Linked DNA regions of Macaca mulatta: region 1 is linked to region 2. A link is a contact called in public Hi-C data. All regions are on one chromosome and are shown on one strand. The core of a region is the stretch at or near the end of the contact, and the rest is flanking DNA. Distances in the headings are between cores, read along the strand shown.

Region 1 (4,335 bases), core at 414-2,913, 34 kb after region 2:
ATCAAGAGTGAGGTGCGGGGGCGGTCCTGGTTCCCCCGCCCCGAGGCTGGGAGGGGCACGCCTCGGAAGGGAGGTTTGGGGTCGGTGGTTTCACAGTGAGTGTGTGAAGCCAAATGGCCGGAAACCGTTACCCGCTCTCCTAGGCCCGGCTAGTGGGGACCCCAACCGCCTGCGGCTGCCTCTCCCAAGTTCCTCCCTGCTGGCCAGGCATCCAGGCCCCCAGTCTCCAAGCTGCGGAGAACCCACCGACACATGCGGCTGCCCCTTTCCATTCGGCCCTGTGGGAAGCCAGGCTTCCGGGGCTCCGTTCCTCCTGTGTGAACTGGGCCCCCCGCCCCCATGCCTAGACATCAAGGCCACGTCTCCAGGTAGCCACAATTTCATTCCTCGCTCCCCACAGGCCCTTCTCCCCAAAATATTCCCATCTTGTCCTAGCCCCTCCCCCAGACTATCTCAAGGACCCGCTGTCCCCACGCCCCCGACCTCCACTAGGCCTGTGCCTCCCGCTGCCTGCAGGAAGACGCCCGGTCCCGGGCCGGGTTAGCCCCGTGGGAACGGTTTGTCTCGAAAACAGGAACCCGGGCTGGGGGCTGGGCGGGGCGCCCCTTCCCCACCGCAGTCCGCTTCCTGCCCCTCCCGGCTTCCTCCGCCCGACACCCAGGCAGGGCGGGGGGCACTGGGGCGTCCGGGGTTGGGGGAGGGGCTCTTCGTTTCGGTCCCCCCTCCGCGTCCCGGGCGGCGGGGCCTGCGCTCGCCCACCCTCGGGGCAGCCAATGGCGCAGCCCCCCACCCGCGGCCCTGGCCTCCCGGGCGGCGCGGCAGGGGAGGGGTTAAGCTGCCGCAGGGACCGCCGCGTGCGGGGCGAGAGGGAGCCCCCGGTGGGGGTGGCGCAGCCGGCGGTGCGGAGCCCGGCGCAGGGGCGGAGGGGCGAGGGGGCGGCCCGGCGCGGGGGCGGGGGCGGGGCGGCGGGGAGCGGGGCCGCGGCGCGGAGAGCGGGCGGGAGCCGCAGCCGCAGCGAGGCCGGCGGGCGGAAGCGCACGGAGGTGGGGCCGGCCGGGCCGGTGTGGGCTCCTTGCGGCAGGTCCCAAGAGTGAGTGAGCGAGCGAGCGCGCGCCGGGCGCTAGGCAGAAGAGGGCACAGCCCCCAGGGACCCCCCCAGGGTGGCGCGGGCGGGCTGGGGTCGGCGGGCGGGTGGGGAGTCTGCGACCCGGGTCGGGGAGAGGGGGCAGCGGCCACGAGAGCTAAGGCGCCCTGGATCCCCAGAGGGCGGAGGACCTCCCCTGCGCATCTGGCTTTTCCTAGCCACGGTCCATCGGGGCCCTCCCCCGCGAACCCCCATTTGACAGATGCGAAAATTGAGGCTCCGAGAGGCCAAGTGATTCTCAAGGTCACACGAGGAGGCGGCAGAGCCAGGCGGGGACGGCTCTGGGTGGCTTCTAGGAAAAGTCCGCCTGAGAACTCTGTACAGGAGCTCTTCCGTCCTCCAGCCTGGGGGAGTGAGTATGTGTAGGGTCAGGGTACCTTTCCGTGGGGCAAGGCTCTGCCAAAATCTGGGAGTGAAGGGAATCAGGGCGCTGGGACCGCAGGGCGGGCCCTGCATCGCAGATGGGAGGGGGGCGATGGAATGGGCGTGCGCACCCATGGGGGTGTGTGCATGTGTGTGGGAGTGTACATGCGTGGAGAAGCACTGCCTTGCGTGTGTGCACACGTGTGAGGATGTCAGCGCCTGTGTGGCCGCGGGACTCGAGGCTGGCCTGGCTCAAGTGAACAGCAGGTCCAGGAGGCGACCTCGTCCACGGGTTTGCATTCTGGGGTAGACGAACCGGGTATGTGTGCCTGAGGGTTCCTTCGTGCAGGTGTGCACGGGGTGTGGGTACCATTGTGTGTGAGAGACGGAGGATGGGAGGCTGGTGCCTGTGGCCCGGTGCGTGTAAGTGCGGGCGCCTGCACCTCCATGTAGGTCCCCGGCCTCCGACGAATAACTTGGGTGTGGAGTGTTTGCCCCTGCCAGGGTGCGTATGACCAGTGACCGGAGTTGCTAATGGTGTCATGCACCCACCGGCCACCCCCGGCTCGAGCGCCCTCCTCTGGACGCCCTGCTCCGTGCGCGCTCACAGTTCGCCTGTGCGGGGCCAGGGCCGGGGTCAGGAGCCGGGGATAGGGAGGAAGAGGGCCTGTGGACGAGCTGAGCCGTGACCCCTGGGATCTTTGCGGAGGTGGCCTGGAAGCGCTCCGTTCCCATGCTCAGGCTTCCCGTTGACGCCTCCGGGCCGCAGCGGTCTCCCCCCGCCCCAGGAATGTTCCTCTCCCATCTAGTCCGCCTCCCCTAGGGCAGGCCCCTGGGGGCTGCCGCAGCCCCGCCTCGCCTTCCCGGGCTCTCGGGAAGAGGGGAGGCGGGCAGGACGCCTGGGTTCTCTCCTCCCTCCTCCCATACCAGGGAGAAATTCCTCCGAGGTCCCCTCAGGCTCCGGGTTCCCAAAATAACCCTGCGGGGGAAGGGAGGCTGTGGAGGGAGGGAAGCGGGAGGGGCGCAGAGCCGAGCTGCGGGGTGCTGCAGGTGCCTCTGGGGAGAGGACGCGAGGAGAAGGGGGCCTGCGGGGGCCTGGGCGCCAGCCAGTCCTGGGATCCTGGCTCCCCCGTCCTCATGAAGCCCCTCGGCCCTCCCGCGACTCCGAGGGTGGGCCGGAAGCCTGTCCGCGGGTCCATTTCCCAACTGGCGGGTTGCACCATCCCGGGCCAGACCGTTTAACCCCGGGAGTGGCCGCGGGCGGACAACTCCGCCCCTGCCCAGCAGGGGGCGTGCCCGCCCCGCCCCGTTTCTGCCCGCGGGGCCGTTCCCCCTCCCGCGCCTCCGCAGACTCCCGATCTGCCTCTCCCGGGACAGGGGTTCGGTCCGAGACCGGTGGGAGGCTCCCGGAGCGCAGTCTGAGCCCAGCCCACCCCGCGCCGGCGGCCATGGCGGGCACTCTGGACCTGGACAAGGGCTGCACGGTGGAGGAGCTGCTCCGCGGGTGCATCGAAGCCTTCGGTGAGTGGCTCGGGAGGGCACACGGAGCCTGAGCCCAGCCCCGAGTCTGAGCCCGGGTCCCTGCCTCCCAGGCACCATCCAGGGCACAGCCCTGGACCGGACCCACCCAGCTCCGCAGCGTGCAGTCTCTTTAACTAAAGCCTCCTCTGCATCGCAGGGCAAAGAGATGCACGCCCTTCAGACAGATGAGGTTTCCCTTCTCTAGCCTTCGCCAGCGGCGGCGAAGGGAGAGCCGGGTCCCTGACTCTGACACTTGAGGGGCATTATCTGTCTCCTGGGGAATCCGGAGGAACTCTCTATCTCCGGCCTGGGAGCTGTTTCCGGCTAATGGGGGGCGGCTTATCTGGTGAAGGGGTGCCCCTTCCCCCAAGCGCTCAGGAAATGACCTCTGGATTCTTGACCCCTGGGAACCCAGGCTCCTTCCGCCCCAGCTGGTTCCCCTCCGGACGATGGGCGGCTCGGGCGCTCCTCTCCTCCAGTCCTCAGGGCCTGCCTATCCCTCGCCCACCCCACCTTTCCTCTCTAATTAGCCTCCTGCTCTCGGAGTCCTGGGCAAGCAGGAGGTGGGCGGGGTCGAGCATGCACCCGAAGGGCCGATACCCAGCGGGCTGCGGGGTGGGGGTGAGGCATGGTCGCTGCGGACCCAGCTCAGCCGCCTGTCTTTGACCCTTCGGAATCAGATGACTCCGGGAAGGTACGGGACCCGCAGCTGGTGCGCATGTTCCTCATGATGCACCCCTGGTACATCCCCTCCTCTCAGCTGGCGGCCAAGCTGCTCCACATATATCCTTCGCCCGCCTTGCCAAGACCCCCGCCGTCGGAGCCCATGCGCAGCCCCTCTGCCCAGCCCAGGCGCAGAATGAGCCTGGCTCCTAAGTATAGGCGGCTCTTTATCCCAGCGCTCAGGCGTCGCCCCAGCCTCCAACCAGGGCTTAGGCTCTGCCCCCTCCTTGCTCCTGGTGACTCGGCCCTGTCCCCAGCCCTGTCCCCAGCCTCTGTCCCCAGCCGAGGCCTTGCCCTCCTCCTCCCTAGAGTCTAGGGCCTGCCCCTGTTCCAGGCTTGGGTCCGCCCGGTGCATCTATCTCTCCCAGAGGCCAGGCTCTGCTCTCAGCCTCCCTCAGCACCTAGTCCTCCACCCCCACCTCCAACCCTTCCCAGAGCGCAGGTCTCACCCCCAGCATTCCCGCAGAGCGCAGGCCCCATCCCTAGAACGTGTCTCCTAGAACCAGGCCCCGCCCCCAGCCTCCCTCCCCTCGGGCCTCCCTTTTTAGAGTTAAGCGGCCTCCTTAACTCTCTCCTTCACCTAC
Region 2 (4,584 bases), core at 1,695-4,194:
GGTCAGGAGTTCGAGACCAGCCTGGCCAACATAGTGAAACCCCGTCTCTATTAAAAATACAAAAAATTAGCCAGGCATCGTGGCGGTGCCTGTAATCCCAGCTACTTGGGAGGCTGAGGCAGGAGAACCATGTTGGCCAGGCTGGTCTCGAACTCCTGACCTCAGGTGATCCACCCACCTCTGCCTCCCAAAGTGATGGAGCCAACACGCCTGGCCGGAGATTAAGTTTCTAACACATGAGCTTTGGGGGACATATTCAAACCTGTCCACCTAAAGTAATCAAAAGGGTCAGAATCTAATTCTAATAGTTTATTCAAGCACAAAACATGAGGGTGGACCACCTGGAAACACCGACTCCAAATGAATGGAGTCAGTGTTTTGAAGTAGAGAAGTTAAGGTTTCATTTACACAGGCAGAGGCAGAGGAGTTTTAGGATTACATTTTTCATATATGGTCGGTGCACAGTTATAGTAATTTGGTTATAGGCCGAGTGCAGTGGCCCATGCCTGTAATCTCAGCACTTTGGGAGGCTGAGGTGGGCACCTGAGGTCAGGAGTTCAAGACCAGCCTGGCCAACATGGTGAAATCCCAACTCTACAAAAATACAAAAATTAGCTGGGCATGATGGCAGGTGGCTGTAATCCCAGCTACTCGGGAAACTGACGGGGGAGAATCGCTTGAACCCCAGAGGCAGAGGTTGCAGTGAGCCGAGATTGTGCCATTGCACTCCAGTCTGGGCAACAGCGAGACCGTCTCAAAAAAAAAAAATAATAATAATAATTTGGTTTTAAGTAGTGTTTCTTTTTGGGAGGCATACATTTAACATTTTTTACAGAGAGTGTAATAGTCATGGGTTTGCTGTCATCTGGTCTAAGTAAAGCAGGACAACAAAAGCGAAGTTAATCTATAAGAAGGGTCATTAAGAAGGCAGCAGGTTTTTGTCCCTGTGTTTCATTCTCTCCAGTAATTGTACAAAACAAAAAAAATAAGCAGGTCTAATTTATTATCTGAGAAAAAAGTATAACCCTATGTGGCTGAGATCACAGCCACCTCTCTCTCCAGGTTTAAAGTGTTGTGGGGGTTCCAACATCTTTTATATTTATTTTAAAAAACCACAGCAGAGGGGTTGTACACCCTTTCATGTTTCTTGACTATTTGGATTTATTCTTCTGAGACATGTCCATTCCTATTTTTTGTTCCTTTTCTATTGTTTCTGCCTTTTTTCTAATTAGTTTTTAAGATTTCTTTGTATATTATAGATATTGGCTCTTTATCATGTATGGCAAATATTTTTTCCTCATCTATCATTGTCTGTTGACTTTTATCACAGTGTTAAGTTTTGGGGTAATCAAGTATATCTTTTCATAGTTTGAGGTTCCTGTCTTTGCAGTCCCTCAATCCCTAGATTACCCTAGATTACTCTTATATAGTCTCCTAAATTATATTCTAAATGTCTTGTTGTTTAAATTTAAGATTCTACACCATTTATCAACTAAATCATCTTTTCCTGATTGAAATAAAATACCACCTTTGTGGTATTTCCGGATTCTGTTGCACTAATGTGTCTTTCCTACCAACAATATTATATTGTTTTATTATTGTGGTTTTTTTGTTTTTGAGACGGAGTCTCATTCTGTTGCCCAGGCTGGAGAACAGTGGAGCGATCTCAGCTCACTGCACCTCCGCCTCCCGGGTTCAAGCAATTCTCCTGCCTCAGCCTCCTGAGAACCTGGGATTACAGGCGCCTGCCACCATGCTGGGCTAATTTTTGTACTTTTAGTAGAGACAGGGTTGTCACTGTGTTGGTCAGGTTGGTCTCGAACTCCTGACCTCAGGTGATCCACCCACCTTGGCCTCCCAAAGTGCTGGGATTACAGGTGTCAGCCACCGCACTGGCCTGTTTTGTTTTATATACTATGTTTGTCATCTGGAAAGGCAAGCTCCTGCTCAATCTTGTAAAGTTTTCCCACTACTGTAGTATTTTTTTTTTGAGACAGTCTTGTTCTGTCACCCAGGCTGAAGTACAGTGGCCGGATCTAGGAACACTGCAATCTCCGCCTCTCAGCTTCAAGTGATTCTCTTGCCTCAGCCTCCCGAGTAGCTGGGATTGCAGGCGTGCACCACCACGCCCAGCTAATTTTTGTATTTTTTAGTAGAGAAGGGGTTTCACCATATTCGTCAGGCTGGTCTCGAACTCCTGACCTTGTGATCCGCCCGCCTCGGCCTGTCAAAGTGCTGGGATTACGCGTGAGCCACCGCCGCCCGGCCGTAGTTATTGTTTTATATGATTTTAAGATCATTTAATTAAATCCTCTGAACTCCGTTAAGATTCCGATAGAAGTGTGTATTTGTAACTTTTGAATTGACAACCTTGTTATCTTTCATTTAATTTGTTGTTGCATCACTTCAAATACTGTTTTTAATCCTTCAGTAAGTCTTCTCTATTCATAGCTTTTTGGGTCTTTGATTTAAAAAAAACAGGAAGTCTCTTTACCTGCGGCGTAACGGAGCCGGTTTTCCGGCGCCCATCAGCCCCTCCCGTACTCCCGCCCCAAGGTTCCGCGTTACCATGGGAACAAAGGTTGACGTCACTTAGGGCTTCCATGCTGGACCCGAGGGTCGATGGTGAAGGGAGACTAGCGGAGAGGGCGGTGTTGCTCTATATACGCATGCGCACTTCATGCTCCAGGATTCCCCCGCCATAAATCTCGTTCCGGCTGGGCCTTTTCCGCCGCGACTTCTCGCTTAATCCCGGAGAAACTGCCCCCTGAGGGAGGAGAGTAGAAAAAAGCTGGAACCAGCGACAGCCAATCCCGTGACACTACGACGCACGCGAAATTGATTGACTCCACCGCCGCAGCCAATGAGAGAGCTCGTCGACGCTCCGTCACAGAGTTCGCCCCACCCCATCCCCTCCTTTCTGGACTCCGAGCTCAGTTCACGCAGTAACAAATGAAGTGCGCGCTGCGACACCTCCCAGCCCACCGGACTCCGCCGCCATTTCCTCGCCTGGCCTAACGGTTCGGCCAATCCCAGCGCTCATCAAGAAGGACTGAGGCTCCGCCAATCGGAGGCCCCCGATTTCGACCCTTCGCTTCGGCCCGGCCCAATCCAGTCCCCGGTCCCGCCGCCCCCGGCCCGCCCCCGCGGCGGCCTTTCTCCTCCCTCTTTGTGCGTCTCGCGCCGCCGCCGCCCGCCGCGTGAAAGGACGGGCTCCGCGCGCTCCGGCAGCGCAGTCGGGTCCCCTCCCCCCGGGAGGCTTGCGAAGAAGCCGCCGCCGACGAAAAGCAGCTGCCGGTGCCTGTCCCCGGGGGCGCCATGGCGACCGGAGCGAACGCCACGCCGTTGGGTAAGCTGGGCCCCCCCGGGCTCCCCCCGCTTCCCGGACCCAAAGGGGGCTTCGAGCCGGGCCCTCCGCCTGCACCCGGGCCTGGGGCGGGGCTGCTGGCTCCCGGGCCGCCGCCGCCCCCGCCCGTGAGCTCGATGGGGGCCCTGACCGCGGCCTTCCCCTTCGCGGCGTTGCCTCCGCCGCCTCCGCCGCCGCCCCCTCCGCCTCCCCAGCAGCCGCCGCCGCCTCCACCTCCACCGTCCCCCGGCGCCTCGTACCCGCCGCCGCAGCCGCCCCCTCCGCCGCCGCTCTACCAGCGCGTCTCGCCGCCGCAGCCGCCGCCACCCCAGCCGCCGCGTAAGGACCAGCAGCCGGGCCCGGCCGGCGGCGGAGGAGGTGAGTCGGGCCGAAAGAGCGCGAGAGGCGTCGCGCGGACGGGCCCGGCCGCCTGAGGGGCGCGCGGCGGCGGCGACGGCGGCTGCACGCGGCAGGGGCGCGCGCGCGCGCGCGCACGGGGAGGCCCGGGCGGAGGCGCCCCGGGGCGCGCGCGGCCTGGTTCTAGGGCCTCGAGTGCGCACGCGCGCTGTTGGGGAGGGTTGGGCGGGCGGGAGGCGCTCTGTGCGCAGACGCAGTGAGGTGGTTGGGCTGTGCGGCGCAGTTCTATAGACTCGGGGCCCCCTATTGCCCTTCAGTCCGCTGATGTTCAGCACTGGACGGGGTGCTGGTTGTGAATGCCAGCAGGGCGTGAAAGCCTCACCTGATGATGTGCGGCGGCTCCTTTCTGGTCTTGAGCCAGAATGGGAACCATACCAAGGATAGCTGCTCTGCTTGTATAGCAAGGCAGGGTTTTCATCCGGGAGAGGTTGGCATGCTTCAGGTGATGGTTGGGTCTGATCGTTTTTGGTCTCTTTTGGGGAGAGAACTCTAGTTTTTTAATCTCCGTTCAGTATCCTTAGATCTCAGTCTGACCGGCTCTCCTGTCACTTTGTTTTAAAAAGTTTTTCCTTCTGATCGTGTATCGCCTGGGAAATAGAAGGACTCTTGTGCTAAACGTAGGGAGTTTCTGCCTGTGTATGGGGGAAGGACAACTTGGCTGCTATTGTATAGGTTGTTGTTTGTTGAATTTTTGATAGATCCTTTTAAAAGTTCAGACTCTGAGTGTCCAACTGGCCAGGAAAATTGAATGCTGATCTTGGCCAAACTTACGAAGACAAAAGTGATCTTGTTGAAGAATTGGGCTTTTCCCACTCGGTAGG

The links. Hi-C and Micro-C count contacts between places; a contact is called where the count stands out from the background.
Region 1: a contact with region 2 is called in a Hi-C map of blood, with 2.7 times the contacts expected there. The contact joins the promoter of RASGRP2 here to the promoter of SF1 in region 2. A contact is called at or near these places in 4 of 14 Hi-C or Micro-C datasets (CD4 T cells, blood, fetal cortex germinal zone and 1 more).

What each region holds. Positions count from the first base shown.
Region 1 is chr14:9,652,879-9,657,213 of T2T-MMU8v2.0, forward strand. RASGRP2 (RAS guanyl releasing protein 2) reads left to right here and starts at 1,664. Exons shown (of 17, transcript NM_001261279.1): 1 at 1,664-1,826; 2 at 2,885-3,028; 3 at 3,709-3,811; 4 at 4,332-4,335. The coding sequence starts at 2,956. All of the region lies in intron 1 of LOC144334144 (a long non-coding RNA gene), which reads right to left.
Region 2 is chr14:9,617,271-9,621,854 of T2T-MMU8v2.0, forward strand. SF1 (splicing factor 1) reads left to right here and starts at 2,945. Exons shown (of 13, transcript XM_077962337.1): 1 at 2,945-3,349; 2 at 3,565-3,724. The region is part of intron 1 of LOC144334144 (a long non-coding RNA gene); the gene reads right to left.